Linked DNA regions of Sus scrofa: region 1 is linked to region 2. A link is a contact called in public Hi-C data. All regions are on one chromosome and are shown on one strand. Each heading gives the region's core, a stretch centred on a gene start, on an enhancer-like site or on the middle of the called end of the contact. The rest is flanking DNA. Distances are from core to core; before and after follow the strand shown.

Evidence for each region. A called contact is a pair of places that touch in the nucleus more often than the background predicts.
Region 1: a contact with region 2 is called in a Hi-C map of subcutaneous adipose tissue, with 2.0 times the contacts expected there. The contact joins the promoter of FGF7 here to the enhancer-like site in region 2. A contact is called at or near these places in 2 of 47 Hi-C or Micro-C datasets (heart right ventricle and subcutaneous adipose tissue).

Annotation. Positions count from the first base shown.
Region 1 is chr1:122,276,618-122,280,305 of Sscrofa11.1, forward strand. It overlaps FGF7 (fibroblast growth factor 7), which reads right to left and starts at 2,088. Exons shown (of 4, transcript XM_021073771.1): 1 at 1,723-2,088; 2 at 582-958. The coding sequence starts at 867. All of the region lies in intron 11 of FAM227B (protein FAM227B), which reads left to right.
Region 2 is chr1:121,877,646-121,881,183 of Sscrofa11.1, forward strand. The region is part of intron 23 of ATP8B4 (probable phospholipid-transporting ATPase IM); the gene reads left to right. Among named protein-coding and RNA genes, the nearest start is that of ATP8B4, 250 kb to the left of the region's middle. Within about 2 kb of position 2,011, at least 8 of the 83 cell types and tissues checked have an H3K27ac peak or open chromatin away from gene starts, as enhancers often do. A contact at or near this core is called in subcutaneous adipose tissue, where this site is marked.

The DNA.
Region 1 (3,688 bases), core at 838-3,337, 400 kb after region 2:
ATTAAGCAATCAAATACAAGCTCATTATGACATTATCAGAAAAGGATACCACAGATTCACTTCTGTTTTATAACTGTACAGAGTTGTATATGTCACTGAATACATTTTTAGCACAATTCAATATTTTACACCCTAGGAATATTTTTTCAAGGGAAATCAAATTATTTTTAAAAAATTCTCTATTCCTCAAACTAATGGTAAGTTAATTTTGATGAGCATTTACTGAGTACTCTATTAGAGTTCCTAATGGGTTTTGCTAGAAGACAATAAATCACATTTCAGTATGAATAATATCATTTACATTTCCCTTAACATAAAAGCACTTTGAACTAAGGTTGTAGAGACTATATTTTCAAATTGGCTTGGGTTATTACCTCCAACTATAATATTAGTAGATTTGCTCCGTTCCAGGAGATATTTTAGGAACATAGTTTAACCATCCCAATTTAGAAAATAAATAATGATATTTAATTTTTTTCAAAAAAAAAAAAAGGAAACTGAAAAGACAAGTCACTTGGAAAGTGATCCTTTCACAAGTCGTTAAGGCTCATAAGCTGTGCCATAAATAAAACATTACTTACTGTAATTGTTCTTCATCTCTTGAGTCCCTTTGACTTTGCCTCGTTTGTCAATCCTCAGATACCACTGTGTTCGACAGAAGAGTCTTCTCACTCTTATATCCCCTCCTTCCATGTAATCATAACTTCTTGTATGTCGCTCAGGGCTGGAACAGTTCACATTTGTAGCCATTTGCTCTGGAGTCATGTCATTGCATGCCAAAGATAAAGTGCCCACCAGACAGATAATGTGGAAGCATGATCTGTAGAGCAAACTTGGCAGGATCCATGTCAGTATCCATTTGCGCATTATAGTATAGTGCTCCGGGTGTTCATGAATAACATAATGAAAATTAAATCTTGAGTTGATCGTTGCTCCTAGGTCACTGACCTCTTCCTATCTGTGAATTGTAGATGGATTTAAGAACGAGTAGTTGCACTATCCAAATTGTTAGCCTTATCCTTTAGTTCCTGATAACAATATAGAATTCCTCCTTAAGTAAATCTGTTGGTATATCCTTATAAAAACAGGTTGTAATAAGCTTAGTTGCTGCGATGCTGTTTGCTACTTGACTTCTGTTTGCAATGAGAGGTTAACAAATGGGGAGGGAAGAAAGAGAAGAAGATGAAAAATTGTATGTATAAATGTCAGTGGGTAAATAGTATTAGAACATACTGTGTTATTCACACTGTGAAGATGCATTTAAAACAGCTTTCACAGAGTATGTCAATGTCTTTACTACTCTGTAGATTTATGAAAGTTAAGCATTAGTAGAGACAAATCAGAATGGGGTTGTACCATTCATTCTAGTTCCTATTTCATAAGAAACATCCTGCAATTAGAGCTATTTATTTAAATTCAGTTCTAAAACTACTATTAACAAAATATAAATGTTTTTCTCTAGATTTTTTTATTCTTTTACATTTGTGGTTTGTCATTTATTTTCTCCTGAACAGCCTACATTTCTCAAGTTAAATGTCAGGATTGCTCTGGAGAATTTCAACCTTATCTTTATGTAAGTTCTACAGCATAATTACTATAGATAATCACAAGGCTCAAAAAGCTAGTCACTTTACTTTTCCCCTTAGTACTAAAACCAGAGAAAGAGATAAACTACTCACAAACATTCAGCATTGTTTTTAAAGACAAATAACAGCCACTTACTTGTTCTGTTGATAACAGCTGGATACACAAGAATTCCATGTCTGTTGTCTGCCTTGTGCAACTTGAGCTTCTCTAGTGTAGCTACAAACTATTTCTCAGCTGAGAAATTCTCCAGCAGAATCATAATTGTTTCCATAAATCAACAGGCAAGAGGATTTTCTCTGTGTGTGTGAGCGCGTGTGAGCTTGTGTATGTGTGTGTGGAGCCTTTTATTCAGGGCTTTTCGATAAATACCTTTGCTGACCTCATTGGAAGCAATTAAAACTTAACCAGTGAGCTGTTAGTTGAATACAACAGCGAGAATAAAGGAGGCTTGTATAGTATTCATTCAATGGTCATGAGAGGGAGCTATGAACATGGTTTATGCTTAAATCTATAAATGGGTACCTACGTTGTAGAAACTAATCTCTGATTCTGAAGCAGTTAGAAGGGGAAAGAGAATTTTTTAGACTGTCTTTATAATATAGCAGTTGTATATAAGTTGAAAAATATTCCTTTGAACTATATGTAAGGGAATTTTTTAGTAGGAAATCTTTTCCACAGCTTTATGGTGCATGCATTTCTACTATCACATGTTTTTATTCAGAATGTTAGAATAAAACTACTTATATGTATTAATTCACATCTTAGTGTCTTCAAGAGTTATGGGTATATCTCTTCATACAGAGATATTTCAGCATTGCCTTTGAGTATAATCTTATGTCCTATATTCCTAGACTTAAAGTAAGAAAACCTATGTTCTTATTTGAGTTGGGCTACTAATTACCAGTATGACCTTAGGCAAGTCACCTGGCCTTTCTGAATCTCAGCTGCTACATTGTAAAATTAATCTCAATGACTCTATGGTACCTTGTAGTTTTAAAATTCTGTAACTCATTACTCATACTAACAACTAATATAAGAAGGAAGATACATGCTTTTTAAATTATTCTTCTTAAAAATCAAAAATAAGTATTTAGTTCTATATTGGTTATCAGTGTTTGATTCTTGCCCTCAGTAAGAACATCAACGTAATAAATATTACTTTAGGGATGTAATTTTAAGAGCTATAGCCCATGTAAATAAAAGAAAGCTATTTTGCCTTCCTGCTCTAGTGTGTATATAGTAGCGTTCTAATGTTTTATGAGATATCTGTTGCAAAATAATTGCATTGTTAATCTAAATCAATATTTAGGAATATATATTCAAATTCTCTTCCCCATGTTAATACCCCCAGCGTGCGCTTGCATGCACGCTCTCTCTCTCTCTCTCTCTCTCTCTCTCTCTCTCTCTCTCTCTCTCTCTCTCTCTCACACACACACACACACACACACACACACACACACACACACACACACGCACAGTACTTGAAATGCACTACTCTACCACCAGGTGGTGCATGTAGACCGAATAGGAAAAGGAAATTAAGTGCATTCAATTGCATTATACTTTATGTAGTTTCCCTATATGTCTGTGCTTTTGGGGAATAGAATCAAGAGCACAGAAATAGTTTTAATGCACTTAGTTATTCTCTAGGCAACAAATATGAAATTTCTACATTTATTATAGCAGAAGAAGGTGGCCTTTCCATATTTTCCTCTGTAGAAAGCTAGATGGCTACAAAATATTCCATCATGTATTTCTTTATAAGAAGGAATAGAAGAAAAAAAGAAAATATGATGCTGCCGTGCTCTGAATCATACCTCCATTTATTTTGCAGGGAATAGTAATGAGCAGGGTCAGAACGCCTAGGACTTGGATATTCCTTCTAAAGAAATAAAAATTATTAACCATTCACTTGTTAATATATCCAGGAGTTACTAAATCCATCTATTCAACACTGACCCTATAGATTTAATACTAAGAAATCAATAGATCAGAAGTCAAAATTTGCTAATTTAATGCTCAAGACTTAAATAAAGAAATGGATTGTTTGTTGATGAAGAGTGCTTAGTGCTTTTTAAAAATCTGCTATGTAGGGTTAATT
Region 2 (3,538 bases), core at 761-3,260:
TTGAGGCTCATACTTTCAGGAGAAATTTTTTTATCTCTCCCTTTAGTGCCAAGGTTGACACAGCGAGTTTCCTTGCAGCCCCTTTGTGTGTGAAGATTTGTTTCTCCTTTTCTTTCATACTAAGGATTCATCCCTCTGCTGCCTTAGCTTTATGGGGATGTTAGATTACCCACCTGGTCTAATCTTGGCATCAGTAGTGGTGTCTTCTTCAATAAATAGTATCTTAAAGTCAATGATATGTGGTATTCCTACCCAAACTCATTTGTCAAGGAGCCCTGTTTTCTCCAAGCACTGAGTGTAAAGTCCTATAGAATAGGTACTATGCAGAACTCTGGAAAATTCTGGAATAGACGTCTCTATGGTGACAATTTCAAAACCAGGCACTGCACTGCTGTTTATCCTAGTTTCAATGTTTTGAGAACGTGAGATGTACAAAGGACAAAATGATGCTAAGAATATTATTTCCAGAAGAACAGGCTATTTATATTCATCTTTTAAAAACTTCTATTTTCTTAATTAACTCTAGTCCAAGGATGAAATGGCCCTGATTTGTATGCTAAAGTGGGGTGTGTGTGTGTTACACTTAAACTGCAAAGTCTTTTTTTACTATCCTCAAAGTTTTTTTCTTATTATAAAAAAATTATATGTGAATACATATCAACTTCTGACAACATACTCTGTATTTTTCTCATTTAAAAAACCTTCACATTTTGAGACATCTCTCTTATTTTACATTCTTCAGAAGTGTTATTTTTTTTAATGGCATTCGGACATAGGAATTTATTATGAATTGTTTATTCTGATTTTATAAACATTTATATTGTTGTCATTTTAAATTGAATAATTCATTCCTTGCCCATAGCCCTGAGTCACACAGCATTGTCAAAATGCTAGTAGGAATGAATGCTTGTTTTCCATCTGGGGAAGAGAAAACAAAGCGATGAAAGGGACAAGTTCCTACCCACCTGGTATTTGTTTTCTCACTGGGAAATAAAGATAGGCACACATAGGTCAGCTAGAAATACTGTATTTGAAAGTAACATGAGAGCATGGGAAAAAAGAGAAATGTGTGAGAATCTGGTGCAAATTCAGGGGCTCTATTAATCTCAAGTGAGTCTATGAATACTTTCAAAATTAAGCAGAATACTGGAGGCCTGAAAGTCTAGCTACCTGCAGGCATACGGGGGCTGGTTTGTGTAAAGGTCTGAGACTGTAGAGTCAAAGGAAGAAAAGCATCCTGTTACCTCCTCAACACTGTCCAACTGATCTGTGGTTAGCTGAATTTACAATCTCTTTAAAATTTCTAAAATTCCATTTAAAATCAACTCATTCAGAAAAACCTTTAAAAACCTGCATAGCAGTGGTGAGGGGAAGTCTTACTTACTGTGGACAGTAAGAAGTCTCTTGTGGAACAGGTGTTAGCCTGCCAGCAAGATGGAAGCTCTGCTGCTCCCCCACCGCACCCACGTGTGCTCGGGCTGGTGTGTTAGTAAAAATGCCAAGAAGCAGCTGTGAGGGCAACGCGGATGTGGAATTGGGACTGGTAGGCATCACAATCTCTTTTCCATTCCCTGTTTTTTACTGGAAGGTCCTGATTAACAACACGTTTAACTGAAAAATCTTCTGGCTCTTTTTCCTGAGCCCTGTTTTTCTAAGGACAATATGCTGTAAATGAGGCAAGTGAAAAGAAAACAACATATTTGGGAGAGACACTAGTCTACAGAGAAAGAGAATTTTTGAATAGAGGACACTTTTCTGCCCAGTGAAATCATTTAGCTGGCTCAGGCCTCCAAAGCCACATGCTGGGCGATAAGGCTTTCTTAGTCTCTAGAGCCCATTGGATAGCCACTTGTTCCCAGCCTGTTAATGAAAGCTGGCCATCTGACATCTTCCCACCCCTGCCATCCTCCTCCTAAATTGCTTCAGTGGAACTGCAAGCTCCACAGCGAAATGGAGCCAGTAGTAATAAAAGTTCCAGGGCCCGGCAGACTTAGTAACAGCAGGCATGTGTTCAGAGGTCCTTCCTTGGCAGGCCTGATCGCCAGTCACTTCCCTGTCTAATCCCCACAGATGTGAGACACACACATCCTCCAACACAGAATCTATAGTCTCTGAATGCTCATTCATTTAATTAGAATGAACTGAGTGCCAGTTTGGAGCCAAGAGCTCTGCTGGCTTCCAGGGGCACAAGAATGAACCAGCGGGATGCAGTTCCTACCCTCAGGGAACTTAACAGTTTGGGAACGATTTTATTTTCATAAATGGGAAACTGATGTTGAATAACTCCCTGGTCACCTTGCTCTTAAATTTCTGCCAAGAGGTTTTTTACAATTAAATTTGTCATGGATGGGCCCTATCTCAAGGGGGTCCAATTTCAGCGTGATTCATAAGCACCTACGTCTTTCTTCCATGCGTCTCTGAAGAGGTTGCTTTGAAGTAATCCACTCTGCAGCTGAAAACATCTGACCAAATGTAAACAGATTGTGCTTTCATAGACACATTGTTGACTTTTAGAACACCAGTTTAATTACTTAATGAAGTGCCATGTACTATTTCTTTACTACCTTGGCCTGTCTCTAGGGACCTGGTGAATTTTATCCAGGCTCTTATTCTCTGATGATAGGTCCAGTAGATTCTAGCCAGTGTCCCATCCTGGTAGGTGGGCTGGGACAGATGTGCAATCTCATCCAGCTGTGGTGTGTGAGGCTCTGAGGAGCCAGTGGGTGGGACCATCCCTGTTTGTGAGATGGTGGCTCTTAGGACATCTTGGATGGAGGATGATATGGTGCGGGCTGGGCTGGGCTTGGTTTTTAGACTTTCCTCCGCTTGACTTCAGTGCCTCGCCTCTGCTGTGATTGCTTTGGAACACATGGGGCAAGAATCTGCCGGGGAGGGACCAGACTCCTTTGGTTCCCTCTGCTGGGTGGACTTTCCTGGGAGAAGCAGCTGTGACACAGAACAAAAACTATAGGTCTTGTGAGATCTAGACTCTTGGCTCTGGCAAGAATGTCAGATACTGAGTCCAGCCCCTCCTTTACAGAGGAGGAACATGAGTTTCCCAAGAGTTGAGGGTCAGTGGTAGACAGGCTGCGACTGGAACTCATTCAATCTTCTGACTTTTTCTTCAGTGTTCTTTCAGCTCTGCTTGATAAGTGGCCATGGGAGTTGGTTTAGACTTGGAAGAGAGAATGGCTCCATCTTTTATTTATTTATTTTTAAAGTAACTGTCTTTCGCTAACCCCTACTCAGGCAAATGTTTGCTTTATTTGGATCTAAAGGAGAAACTTCCAGAAACAGTCAGTATGCTATGACTATGGGGAGAAAATGAACACTCTCACTGAGAGAGAGCTTGTGCCGAGGGGTGTCTCCTATGGCTTAGATCCTTAGAAAGGCCAGGCCCGCCTCTAGGCAAACTGCCTCCTGGAATCATCTGGAAACTGAAGTCCACCTTCTGCCAGCAAACACTCCAACCAAATTGCCACCAAAAGACAATTTAAATACAATCTATCCTGATGAAATTTCCAACCAGATTTTTGGA